Regions from separate parts of the Mus musculus genome. Here region 1 is linked to region 2. The links are chromatin contacts, called in public HiCAR-type maps. All regions are on one chromosome and are shown on one strand. Each heading gives the region's core, a stretch centred on a gene start, on an enhancer-like site or on the middle of the called end of the contact. The rest is flanking DNA. Distances are from core to core; before and after follow the strand shown.

The links. HiCAR-type assays count read pairs that join an accessible place to other places.
Region 1: a HiCAR-type map of fibro-adipogenic progenitors shows a contact between it and region 2, with 2.8 times the contacts expected there. The contact joins two enhancer-like sites. A contact is called at or near these places in 5 of 484 Hi-C or Micro-C datasets (arterial endothelial cells, embryonic stem cells, neutrophils and 2 more), 3 of 115 datasets of contacts at active chromatin or transcription factors (bone marrow-derived macrophages, fibro-adipogenic progenitors and heart atrium) and 2 of 9 other capture datasets (bone marrow-derived macrophages and embryonic stem cells).

What each region holds. Positions count from the first base shown.
Region 1 is chr13:81,346,862-81,353,503 of GRCm38.p6, reverse strand. All of the region lies in intron 83 of Adgrv1 (adhesion G protein-coupled receptor V1), which reads left to right. Among named protein-coding and RNA genes, the nearest start is that of Gm32639, 250 kb to the right of the region's middle. Within about 2 kb of position 1,878, at least 67 of the 459 cell types and tissues checked have an H3K27ac peak or open chromatin away from gene starts, as enhancers often do. A contact at or near this core is called in bone marrow-derived macrophages, fibro-adipogenic progenitors and heart atrium, where this site is marked.
Region 2 is chr13:81,133,635-81,140,841 of GRCm38.p6, reverse strand. All of the region lies in intron 87 of Adgrv1 (adhesion G protein-coupled receptor V1), which reads left to right. Among named protein-coding and RNA genes, the nearest start is that of Gm32639, 34 kb to the right of the region's middle. Within about 2 kb of position 3,886, at least 150 of the 459 cell types and tissues checked have an H3K27ac peak or open chromatin away from gene starts, as enhancers often do. A contact at or near this core is called in bone marrow-derived macrophages, fibro-adipogenic progenitors and heart atrium, where this site is marked.

The DNA of each region.
Region 1 (6,642 bases), core at 629-3,128, 210 kb before region 2:
CAGGGTTTCTCTGTGTAGCCCTGGCTGTGCTGGAACTCACTTTGTAGACCAGGCTGGCCTCGAACTCAGAAATCTACCTGCCTCTGCCTTCTGAGTGCTGGGATTAAAGGTGTGTGCCACCATGCCCGGCTGGCCCTTTATTCTTGTATTGAGTTAATATCTATTAGAAATTAAGTCATTTATTATACACTGAAATATATCAGTTTTTTTAAAAAATATTAATGTCTTACAACAATCTAAAAAACTGTGATATTTGTTCCAGTGAAGGAATAGGAAAAGATATAAGGGAAGTATTTTTAAATGCTACTTCAAATTCATTCTACTAAAATCATGTACTAAGGACCCACAAAAATATATACAAATATGTTTGTAAGAATTATTAATAAAAAAAGAGGCCATAAATGTGGAAGAGAACATGGAGAGGAAATGAGAGGGATTGGAGGAAAGGAAAAATGTAAAAATATGTCCTTCATGAAAATATAAAGAATGAAATTAAAATGACCCACAAAGGCTTAACCAGTACAACTTTTATCTGTTATAATATTTAAAATTCAGGAAGAAATACAATAGTATTACAAAGCAAAAGTAACAATTGTTTAATTGTGGAAAATGTGTATGTTTTTAGTTGGACTACTTTTTATTTTCCTGTGTATGTTTTCAGTGGGACTACTTTTTGTAAACTTACCGTCGAATTCATATTCTTGAGTTAAAGACAGAATTCATAGTCCAAAATGTATGGTGAAACAACACAGGAAGATACTTGTTCTGTTGTTTACATCTTGCCATGAGTCCCTCTTATTTTTTTTACAAGTTATTAATAGGCTTGAGAAAAATAATATAAGCAGTTGCGCTGAACAGAAGCAAAGTGGAGAGACTAGACTTCCGCCAGAGCCCGCTGCTGTTTTGAGAGGGGAAGCCGGGTGCAAACAGTTGTGTGAGAAACTGGGAGAGAGGAAGCAATTCAGGTCCACAATGACTGCTGATATTTGATTTACTCATTTTGGAGTTTACAAGCGGCTGCCAAGTTGCGTCTAAAGCATGCTGCGTAATCCTTGGAGGCCTCCCTCCAGGCCAATGTCTGCGACGCTTGCGTCAGTGGTGGCCGTGAGGGAGGAAACCACTTAAGAAAGGATTGTTTACTACTTAGTTTAACTTGGAATTAAAAGACTAAAATAAGCCCTTGGAACTCTGTTTTTGTTTTGTTTCTCATAAAAAAATAAATTCATTACCCCCTTCCCCCCCCCCCCCCCAGAGAGATACCAAGTGTACAATCCCAAATGCTAATTAGAATCCCCTTCTGAGCAGCATCTTTGAAGGTCTTTGAAGGTCAGTGAGAAAATTCTTACTTTCTAAAATGACCTCCATATTCCCTATCATTTGTAAGTCCCATGTGAGAGTAAGCAAACAGACTAACCAAAAATTACCTCAGTCTTCACAGTCATTCTATCAGTTGCTTGTGAGATTAGACAAACTAACTCCAGCCTAATTGTGATGACGTCCTCAAGGACACAGTGGTCTAAGGCTCACTGAGGGAGACTGTCCAATCCGAAGCATACAGAGGGTATGTGGAAAGGACTGCGGTCCGCGTCCGAGTTGCCTTTTTTTGCTACATACTTAGTCAGTTTTCCAGCTAGTGGATTATAGTTTCCTTGAGGGTAAAGACTGCTCATATTTGTTTGTTAAATCTCATCCTGTTGATAGACTGGAACACGAGGAGAAACCTTTGAGTGTCTACCTGTGAGTAATTGTTTCCCTAGGATAAGCCTACTTCAGCTGCTAAGTGGAGCCTAGCGTGGGAAAGGGGTTGAGGAAATAAAGGTCACAGACTCAGCAGTGTATGGACCGTGCACGGCTTTTGTTTGCTTTTTCTCTCTTGCGAGCAGAAGGAAGTGATAGGACCGCCCAGCAGCACAGCTGGCTGCAAGCTCAGCCCCACTTCTACAGCTCTCTATCAAGAGTGGATTCTCAGACACCCACTGGACGCCATCACTCCGCAAGTAGTTTTAAGATACACAGGCAAAGGGGGGGGGGGCTTGCAAATGGACCCGATCATCATTTATATTTTAGAGCAATCCATCGGTGAGATTTGAAAACAAAGGAAACACGGGGAAGCAAGGAGCGTTGTACGTTCTAAAAATGTAAAGAGAAAAGAACAATCCCACGAGGTCTCAACTTCAGACAGAGAATTGTCAGCAACCAAGGAATGCAGAGTGGGAGAAGTAGTCTTCTGTAGGGAAGGGCATTCCAATTGGTTATCCAAAACCAAATGGCTCGCCCTAAAGACATACATAAAAGGAACAGGAAGCAGATCGAGGAAGTTGTATTTATGTATTTAAGAACACACATATATATGTGTAACAACTCTTAAAAAAAAAGAGGCCATGAGTTTGAATGAGGCCAAGGGGGCACACTGGAGGGGTTAGAGAGGAGACAGGAAAGAGGGATAATGATGTAATTAATTACACTATAATTTCAAAAATACTTAAAAACATACAAGAACAAACAGCAATTACCATAGGAGTAAAATACAAGTTATTTTATTCGCTTAGGTTTAATTGCTTTTTCCTGTAAACACATTAGGTAAAGCTATGTTTATTTGGGGAATGGACTCTTCTCATCACAGGAAGAACAACTTTCCCCCCATTTCCTTCTGGGCTTTTATATTTTCAATTTTCTTCTTCATTATGCTGTTTGTTATTGTTTGTATTTTATCTTTGATTTTCCCAAAGGGTCAATAGCATTTATTTAATTTAAAATTTTAATTCAATTAGAGTAAATTATTTTAAGATGATATTTAAGCCCCTTGAGTCCCAAAATGTCATCAGTGATATCTTTGGGCTTTATAAAGTTCAGGGAATATTAAATACACCCGAGAGTGGAACACTGACTGGCAGCATCCTCTTTACAGAGATCACTGGGGAAAACAGAATCCTAGTCTCCCAGGCAGGCTGGGAAAGCTTGAGTTTCACGTCAAGGCTTTGTCTTCTGTGCTTTGAAAGGTTCACTCAGAGAAGCAACCACCACATGGTTCATTGTGGAGTCACATCTCAGCTCCACTTTGTGATCACTAGAACTGCTAACCTAACAATTTGTTCATGACAACCACAGCCTCAATATGTCACCTTCTCCTGAGGATATGGGTCACCTCACGTTCCCCATTTCCCATTAGCCTCTTGTCTTTATGAGGAAGTCAACAGTGGCTGATCTTAGAGCTCCCTTTCCTATTCAGTCTGACCCTGAGCATTGACTGCTCTGTGCTCAAGTGCTCTGTAGCCTCTGCTTCTAAGGAAACAGCCCATACTCTCAATATTCACAGCTTGATAATACTTTAAGATTATATATATATATATATATATATATATATATATATATATATATGAACATCATTACAGTTAAAAGCATCATTGTGTGATGTCTGCTGCTAATTGATGGAATATTCTGTATGTCTTGCACTCTACCTTTTATGCCAGAAGTGGCTGGATCCTACCTGTGCAATTTTGGAACAGAAATTAAACGATGAGTTCCAGGAAGGCTTACAGTAGCTGTTATTTCTGATTTAATCAAATTAAAAGGAAAGGATAAAAAAGGACAATGAAGTCCACCTGTGTCCAGTGTTGCTGGAAATTATGTCCCTGCTAAGTTGACATTTTTGATTAAAGGTTCTAATTATCAAGCTGTTAATACTCTGAGTTGAGTACTCATTAACGGTGCTACCATTTAATAGCTTTGTCTGATCGCAAACCTTTTCTTTCTTTTAATCTTGTGTTTTTCCACTGAATACTTTAGGAGAGGTAGACTCAGGCCAGATGATCCCAGTGAAAGATGGAAAGTGAGTGAGGGCTTTATAGTGTTTAGATTTATCCAAGGTATGGATGCAGATGTTGAAAAACAAGCCTGAAGAGTGATTAAAGGTTTGAAAGGAGAGGAAAAAGCATGAACTGACAACCAACAGCTTTTTTTTTCCACATTTGAAGGTGTTTTAGTTAGGGTTTTCCATTGCTATGGAGAGGCACTTATAACTCTTATAAAGGAAAACATTTCACCTGGCCTGACTTACAGTTTCAGAGATTAAGTCCAGTATCATGTCAGAAAGCATTGGCAGCATGCAGGCAGGCAGGGTGCTGGAGTAGCCAAGAGTCTGCAGGAGGAGAATGTGCCACTCTGGGTGTTACTTGAGCATATATGAGACCTCAAAGCCCACCTGTGCAGTGACAGTAACAGTAACACACCACGTCCAGCAAGGCCAACCTCCTAATAGTGCCACTCGGAATGAGCCAAGCATTCAAGCACATTTGTCCATGGAGCCATACCTATTCAAACTACCACAGAATGCAGACCACTTTTACAGTAAGGACTAAGACAAGGAGAAGAAGTTTGTGTACTTAGGAAAGCTCCTCACAGGTATAAGGAATACCATTTACATTAATATATTCTCAATCTATTAGTCCACTATTTATAAACCTTGAGGTCAAATTTGATATATTTTTACCTAGAATATTTTAATGGTTTTACTCCATTCTGAAACTTGTTTTCAAGAAAGCTTTTTGATTCATCTTTGTTCTCTCTCTCTCTCTCTCCTCTCATTTTCTTTGAATGAGAGAGGAAGTAAATGTTATTGAGTATCTTATTGAAAACAAAGGATAGTAGTTTTATATAAGAGCATCACAGAGACAGACATGAATAACTTGCCCAGTTTCCTGGTGTAAATACAGCCTCATTCAGATAATTTCTAAGTTGGCTTTGTCACTGTGCACATGTCATGTGCCTGTGACAATGAAATGCCTCATCACCACAAAATGACTCTCATTTGGAGATGTCTCAAAAAAGTAGACCTTGTGTGGTAGTTGTGTTTTGTTCCCAAGCTCAAAGCACACAGCAAATTAACCTTGTGTTCAAGGTTACCTGTTATCTCCATCTGCCTAGGCCTGTCCTGCTTTGAGCACTGCAACTCCAAGAGCCTGCTCCATCACTCACTTTGGGGACATTTGGAACAGCTGAACATTTTAATTAATATTTCCTTTATTTCCTTGGTAACCAGTGCTGCTTTACCTGTGGTGATTTCTGTTGCTCGGTACTTTGACCAATTTATTCTAGCCCTGTGTGCTGAGTTTGGCTCATAGAGGTGTTATGTGTAACAATCACAGGATTTCTGAAAAAATAAAGTTGAATACTTGCTGTGGACCTCTGGGCCCAGTGTTCTTTTATGTCTGACTCATCCACATATTTATGTTAACTGCTTTATACCTAGCTACCTTTGATTTGTAGCCCCCTTATGCAAGCACTACCTCTAGCTGTATTTGATGAAGAAAATATTTGACTCTGTACAGACTTTTCACAAAGGAAGCTCATGGATGTACTTGCTCAAGACTTCTTGAAGGTATTATGTAACAAGAAATCAGCTTTCTGTAGCAGTTTGCAGTCTTGGCAGTCTTTTTTGAAGTTTGCATCCTCCCAGGTGATTAGGGCAGACTTATTAAGCTGCTGTTGAGATTTCACAGGTGAAGCAGATAGAAATCTGCACGGTGGTGATTCAGGATTATAACTATCATCGTCTCCATCCTTAGCAGATCTTCTCCACAGAGATGTGAGGGCAGCTTAATGATAGACTACCTCCTTCAAGTTAAAAGTTTCCCACTGCAGAAGTCTTTGCTAAAATTCTGAGTCTGTGGGAAGCGGTAAACCACCTTCATGCAATGGTTTCCTGTATCAGCTGTTACACACGCCTGGGTAAGCATGAGGAGCTTGGAGAGGAGACGGAAGCTCGAGTTCTTACTCACAAGGACACTGAACGATGGCGCATTAGGCAGTTAGCAATATTTTGGAGACTCGCAGGAATGGATTTGGTGACAGGATGTAAGGTTGAAGACTGAAATGCCTCTGCCTCAGAATGTCATTACTGTCTTAGTCTCATGATTTAAGAGCTAGTAGGTACTGAAGTCCTGAAGCTCTCTGTATATAACAAAAAGGAAAAAGGGGAGGGCGCTCCTCCTTCCATCTGCACAATAATAGCCTTGAAGTGGCTCGATCCAGATCCCAATGAATGCAGCACAGACAATGTCCAGCTCATGACGCCCTCTCTAGGTTTTGTAGAGTAGTGCCAGTCATTGCACTTCAGAGGAGCAAACAATGCCTTGGCAGACAGTACTTACTTTCACTCATAATGACAAGGCTCAAAATTGAACGTCCACAAGCCCCATGCACTGCTATCGTCTCGAGCCGGGCTCTTTGGCTCTGTTTTATAAGAACTTTCTCCAAGTGACCCAAACTAGTATTTTACTAGCAATCCCTAATTGTCAGATGCTTTTTATTTTCCCTTTGAAGGTGTAACAGAGTGCATAGATTATTCTTTCCCGGTTGGTATCTAGCTTCAGATTTGTAAACTCATTTTCTGGTTAACAATCAACTACTACAACTTTCAGCTTCCTACTGAGCTTGCTTTTGTTTTTGTTTTTGTTTTTGTTTTTGTTTTTGTTTTGTTTTGTTTTGTTTTGTTTTCCATACCAGGAATAGCCAATGGTTATTGGGATAAGTCTTATTTTGAGATTTCAATTTAAAAAAATGCATTTACAAGTCACCATCAAAAACCTATTGAATCAGAATCTCCTCAGGAAATGTTTCTACAACCAGAAATCGTAGAAACAT
Region 2 (7,207 bases), core at 2,637-5,136:
TGTCACAGAGCAGACAGAGTAATTTAAATAAGTCATAAGCCCACTCATGGTACGGTTTCAGTCGTGTATTAAATGGATAAAAAAAAAAAACTTGCTAACCTTACCTCCATTACTCTAGAAAAACAACTTATATCTACATTCAGTTGACCACACCATTTTACATTAACCCCCTATTATAATGAAGTGTTAGTTATCTTGTGTGATTTGTTAAGCACAATAAACTATAGAACATGGGCTAGTAATTTTGTATTCACGTGGCTTATAAGGACTTAGATTTACTGTCACTTTGCCACACTGTGAATAACTTCTTTATTACTGTACAGAATACAGTCATATAATACTGCACACAATGCAGTCATGCAATACTGCACACAGTACACAATACAATCATGGTCATGACAAAATACTTGAGGAATACAACTTAGAGGCAGGAAGGTTTATTTTGGTTCACCTGTATAGACTTCTCATTTCTTCCTGGCAGGCAGGACACAAATTTGAGCAGTTCTCTCCCTGCAGCCAGAAGCAGGGGTTGGGTGGACTCATTAGCTGGTATTTCTCATTTTATTCTATCCATATCTCCACCCCATGTGATGGGTGTACCCACACTCAGGGAAGGTCTTTTCTTCCTAAATCAATCCTCTTAGAAAAATGCCCTTACAGGCACTGAACACTGTAATTTTCTGACCTCCTTAGGCAGCTTTTAATCTAATGAGCTTGACAGTCAGGGTTTAACTACCTACCACAATGGTTTCAACTGAATATGTAATGCCATCAAACTCTTGTGGAGTTGAAAACTCATGAGTGAAGTATGGCCGAGTATGTGAAACTGAAACAAAATTACTAGCTCCTCTCACTGCAAAGGTGGTTTTATCTTGTGTTGTTTCTATTTATTGTTGGTAATGATACCACTATCATGAAGAGTTAGTAGGAGGATCAAGAGAATCCAGAAGTGGGTTCAGGAGGTGTGGTCTTTGAGGTGGGCTGTAGAAGTGATGGAATGTGAGTGAAGAGAGTCTCTATAGGTGCTAAGTAGAAGAGAGGGATTGATAAAGTTATTTATTTTTTAAACAAACTGTAACTCTGTAGGAAAATAACATTGAAAAAACTCTGGGACACGGATGGGCAGGAGCAAGCATCGGTGTGTCATCATTGTGTATTTTATTAGAACAGTTTAGAGAACGTTGTAAAATTCTTTTGTGGCTATCTCAACCATGGCAAACTTGAATGCTGGCCTTTTGCATTCCTTCTACAAATTTGGAGACAGCATCAGAAAGAGTTTGCGAAAATACAAATTGTTACTGTGGATGTTCTTGTTCTTTCTCCAATACTGACTCTGCAGAGGGGGCACACATCAATGGGAGGGGTTTTCTATAATAAATAACACACGTTCATAAGTCAAAATTGTAATCTAGAGGGCAATGTTTTTCAGAGTGTGCCATAGCAGCCTCCTCCTGCATCTCACCACAGTGGCACCTCCCGCAGAGCTGAGAGCCTGTGGCATCAGAAGTGCAGAGGAACTTGCAGTTCAGCACATAGTGAAATAGCACTGAAGTGAGCAACCTTATCTTGTCTTTAGAGTACAGGAAATGGTAGCAGGGGTGTGTGTATGTGTATACATGTGTACTTGTGTATGTATGTGTGCATCTGTATATGCATGTACATGTGCGTGTGGCATATGTGTGTGGTCATGTCTGCCACAGTGCATATATGGAGGTCAGAGGACCACTTCTAAGAGTCATTTGACCCTTTGGACCATGGGTTCTGACCATCAGGTTTCCATGGCAATACTTTTACCCAGTATCCCATATCACTGGCCCTACTGTTCTCTGTATTTTATCGGTCACCACCTTCCATCTTGCCATAGTCATGCTAGGATTACAGATACATGCTGCTACCAATGGCTTTATGTGGGCTGTAGGCTCCACACTTTCCTCATGCTTAAGCTGTGAGTATGTTATCCACTAAGTCATGTGCCCAGACAAGAAGGGTTTTTAATTAAAAAAAAATTATTATATCATTTCTAGAATTGGATGGATAAAGAAAGTCTGTGTTCCTACAATGTCACAGCTTCTTAAATGTTCAGTTGCTTCTGAAGGCTAAACTGCTATAAGAAATTTACAGAAATCTTTTTTTGTTCTAAGACAAGGTCTCACCTTGTCTAGGCTGCCTCATATCTTGACCTGGCTTTGAGCCTGTTGTATTCCAGCATCAGCTCCCTGAGGGTGACATGATAGGCAGATGCCACCATGACCAGTTGCTAGACACTTTTAAAGACAGTGAGACTGGAATTTTAGAGTTCTAGAACATACTTTAGAGAAGTTTCGGTGCAGGCTTCTTAAATTTCCATATTTATTTAACAAATTTATGATGACTGTATTTACTTTCTATTTCTCATTTTTATTTCAAAGAAATTGTGGGCCACTACTACAACATGAAGCTATATCTCCAAGAAGTCTTTCCATTTGCCCCCATTGCTCTGCTCCTCCCGGTGTCCCACATATTAGATCGGCACCATAATTGCTAAAGAATGAAAATCATTTCACACTGAAAACAGATCTTAAGCTAGCAGTTAGTGTAGCCATCTCACTCAGAGGTATGAAGATACAAGCTCAAGGTAACTTACTGATTTGCTCAGGTCCACAGAACCAAAGTTGATATCAAGGACTAGTGTTATCTAAAGTTTTCATTCTCTCCTTTCGTTATAAATGACAAGGGCAACTGATAGGTCAATATACAAAGGCACTTTTGCTCTGTTCCTAGAAAATGAACCATAAAATACACTGAGGAGAAAAGAACAATCATAACAACAAAAGGCTGAACGTCATGGCACTGAGCAGCTCAGTTCAAGTGAAAATATACTATAGTGTTTCCTCCCTCCCCATCCACAGAAGTAACAGTTGAAACCAGCAGAAAATTCTGCCTTCCCTAGGATCCTATGCTCAGTTTCCAGCAGTAAAGAGTGGCAGTTACTGGAATCTTCACACAGCACATTAGCTGTGGTATCTTGCTGAAGGGGCTCACAGATATTTACTTAAACAAGCCATATAGCTCCCAGTAACTACAGTAGAAGGCCCAAATGGATCCTGTTGATTGTTTGAAATTATAATTCTAAGCAGGGTGATTAGATTTTAAACAACGCTACAAGCAATTCTTCCAGGGGCCATGAGGAACTCATGGCGCTGTGAGACTGGCTTCCTTCTAGCACGTTCAACAGTCATTGTGACTTTAGGAAGGAGGCAGAGGGAGCTGTTTAGGTGATGGATTAACGGGATGGTAGTCTATTGATTTTGAAAGCATCCCAATTTTCATTATGAAAACAAATAAGGATTAAATGGTTTGGGATAAGTCTTGGTGCTTGCTGTACACCCAGCTTCCTGATTTTGTATCCTGAACAAAAGCTACCAATTCATCTTGCTTTGCTTCATGTGCAGCACACTGCACTGTCTAGTTATCTACCTGTCTTACATATAAACTCTGCAAAGGCCCCCTTTACAATAACTCATATCTCTACTAAGTCGTCTTGCACTGGGCAGAGGCTCAGCTGCCTGATCGGTACCTAAAGAATAAAGTCCATGGGTAAGAAACAACCCCTGGAGGGTGGGGTGGTAATGGGGCTTCCACACTGATAGTAGCTACTTCATCTTTGGCTCGAGGCAGTCACTATCTCATTACCGGGATTTTGAAAGCAGGAAGTTGTGAACTACAAAACAGACACCTGTGGATGATCTGGAACTTGGACGCCTGCCTCGTGACGTTAAGGAATCAAACTGTATCTTACTGTGTGTGCTGCCGGCTGCTTGTGAATGAGGCCCACCCGAGCACTGCCTTTCCCTTGTTGCTCCCAGCCCTGTTTTTGTTTTCTGTTCTTCAGTCCCTCTCTGTTTTCTACAGCAGCAGTTCAGAAATGACGGGGCCAAGTCACAGAACAATCCTGTCTCTAGCCCAGTGTTGCAAACAGATTATGTCATGTGTTGGCCTTCTTCCACAAGAAGAAAAAAACAAAAAAAACTTACAAGAAGCAAAGCCACTTCTCAAAGCAAAGTAAACACACAGCCCATGACTGGCTGCATCTGGCACATGAGGAAGTATGTACTTCCAGTGGACCTAGTGTGCTGACTGTGGCACCAGCTTCTCTTTCGAGGCCACCAGACTGTCTTGGGCTGACCTCATTTCTCCTTTTAACCCCACTCCCAGTCTATCATTTGGTCAAGCAGGGGACCTTTCCTTATTTCAGCTCCTCTAAGTGGGACAGTGCCCCTGGCTATCATCAGCACAGTTCTTAGGGAAAAATGTTGGATGATTAAATGTGTTTTTAATATAAACGTTGTTTTGGTAGTACACACTGGAAAATGATGAAGTATGTAAATAATTTGAAAATGTCAGGCTGGGGATGAGGTGCTAGAACTTGTTAGTCATCTCAAGACCAGATTTCTCCAGAGCAAGTGGATTTGTGGGAGAGGAGCGGGGCACTAGAAGTTTCAAATAAGACACTGAATGTAACTAGGATTTAGTGAGGATCATATCCTAGCCTTATAATTAAGATTTACGGGCTTGACTGTCAGAGCAGGGGAACTGGGAGAGTGGGTCTTCAGGGAACGGCCCCAGGCAGTGGAGGACAAAGTGCCAAATGAGGGGAAATACAGAACATGACGCTGCAGGGGTGGAACCAGAAGAGATTACTATAAATTAGTGAGTGCCCAGAAGACTTCAAGGAAGTGGTAGGTTAATGCTGGATCCCGACCAAACAAACAGAAGACTTGGAACCATCATAAAGGGTAAAATAACGTGGAGGGAGGGGGATGGGCATGACGTCATCCACCCCGCGCCTCGGAACGCATGTGTGCATGGTTTGTTGATTTGGTTTACAGTAAACTGTATTTAACAGCTTACTGACAGAAAGTACATTTAACCAGAATAAATTTTGAGGATTATTTAAGACCATCAGGCTCTTCTCTCTTCCCTCTTTCCTCTTGCCTCTCTTCTCGCTCTTTCCTCCCCTCTGCTGATCGTTCTCCTCCTAAGTTATAAAGCGGCTTTTAACATGTACATACTGTGTGCCCAGCATGGAGCTAAGTGCTCCAGGATTCCACTTCCCAGGGGTTAGGAGTGTCACTGACCTGGAAGTGAAGTAGGCCTCTCTGACCGGCGTACTTAAGTCTCTGCTCTAATCATCCACTTCCTCTCTGAGCCTAAGAATTTTCAATGCATTCTCTGGCATCAAGTCATTTACCCCAAGAACTCTGTGTTATGATGGCCCTGACTTTAAGTTTTCTCCACCTCCAAGGGCCCAGAGAGCTCCATCCTTCCACGGGTTTGTATGTCAGGAGTCAACCAATACAGATAGGAAACATTCTTAACAAATCATACCTGTACTGAACACAAACCTATTTGTCTTCTTGTCATTATTGCCTAGATAATATAGTATTAATGTTATATTTATATAATCTGTATAAAACAATTTATACAGACCCTACCTTGGATTAGGTATTTCAAGTAGTCTAAATGACATATGGAAATATAAGAATTTGTGCATCAGTATATGGAAATACTTTCAAGAAGGACTTGAACATGCACAGGTTATGGTATCCTCAGTAGAACCCTGGAGCAACCCTCCCCACATACAGAAGGATCACTGTATCTTCATAGCTATTGTTTATGTAAACAGTATTGCTTACATGACCCATCTGTTCTGCTTAATGTCCTAAATGTTTCTCAAAAGTTCATGTGTTAAAGGCTTGCTCCCAGAGGGTGGTACTCCAGCAAGTGTTAGAAACATTTGGAGGTAGAACCTAGTAGAGAGAAAGCTAGGGCATGGCAGGCATGCCCTAGAAAGGTGCTATTAGGACTCTGTCCCACTGAGCCCTATTGCCCCTCAGTATTTACTAGCTGTCATGAGATAAGAAAGGTTCTCATGCCACACACTTCTACCTTGGTGTTGTTACCCCTCCCCCACTCCACCCCACCCCCGTCGGCGTAAGAACAGTGAAGGGAGCTACCAGGATCTGAAGCTTTGAACCAAAATAAAACTTTTGTATGAGTCAAGTTTATCACAGCAGTGGAAACTTTCCTAACATTCTCATTGTTGGGTTTCAAACTTGAGACAGATGGCTGAGGTGCCTATGTGACACATCAAAAATTGTCCTATCATCTCAGTCCCTAGCTGTTACAGGGCCTCCTGGCTAACATACCCCACCCCACCCTAAACTTCTCCAGGCCAGGGACTGGGCTGCCCTTGCTTGCTCTGTAATCTGACCAGTTTGGTAATCTGTTCCCTGCCTTCTACTCTCTTTTGGGCCTTCTGCCTGGTTCCCCTCTCTCCCCTCTCCCTTTCCCTGTGCTGTCTCCTTACATGACTCATATTATCTCTGGACTCCCACATATGTAATAGGCTTTCTCCTCTACCAAACCTGGGAGCAGTCATGTTCTCCCCCTTTTATTTCTTTCTTTCATTCACCTGGTGCTGAATCTGGGACCAGTCATGTCCTTACCTATTTCTTTTTGTTTGTTTGTTTCTTTTTTTATTCACTCCTCAAAAAGACATGATACACATTGAATTTTAAGATGTATTTTTATTGTGTAAAGTGTGCTCTGTGTATGTATGTGGATGCCAGTGGAAGCCAGAAGAGGGTGTTACATACTATGGAACTGCATCTGAATTTTTTAAGTTGCCTAACATGGATGCTAGAAACTGAAGTGCTGTTCTCTGGAAGAGCAGCCAGTGCTCTAACCACTAAGCAATATCCCTAGCCAAATGTATCCCTTTTAAAGAGTCCTTTAAAAGATCAGTATTTTCATGTTTTTCTAGCAGTTCAGAGTTTAAAAGATTTCTCTCTCTTTCTCTCTCTCTCTCTCTCTCTCTCTCTCTCTCTCTCTCTCTCTCTCTTCCTCCCTCCTCCTCCTCCCTGCCCCTCCCTCTCCCCTCCTGCCCTCCCTCTCATATACCAGTATCCTGGCAAAAGTCATGTCTGAACTCTGTCCTGTGACACCCCTGTGGGTGAACACAAGGATGCAGGCTGTGTGTGTGTGGGGGGGGGGGGGGTTGGAGAAGGGAAGGAGAAGGAGAAGGAAAAGGACTAGTGTAGTAGTGAGGAGTTACTGAAGAGGAACTTCTGTATAAAATGTCACTGCTGGGTGTTGTGTCAGTGATGACAATCATGCCCTGGCCTATACACTCAGAATTAACAAGCAGACTAGAAGATGTAGTTCA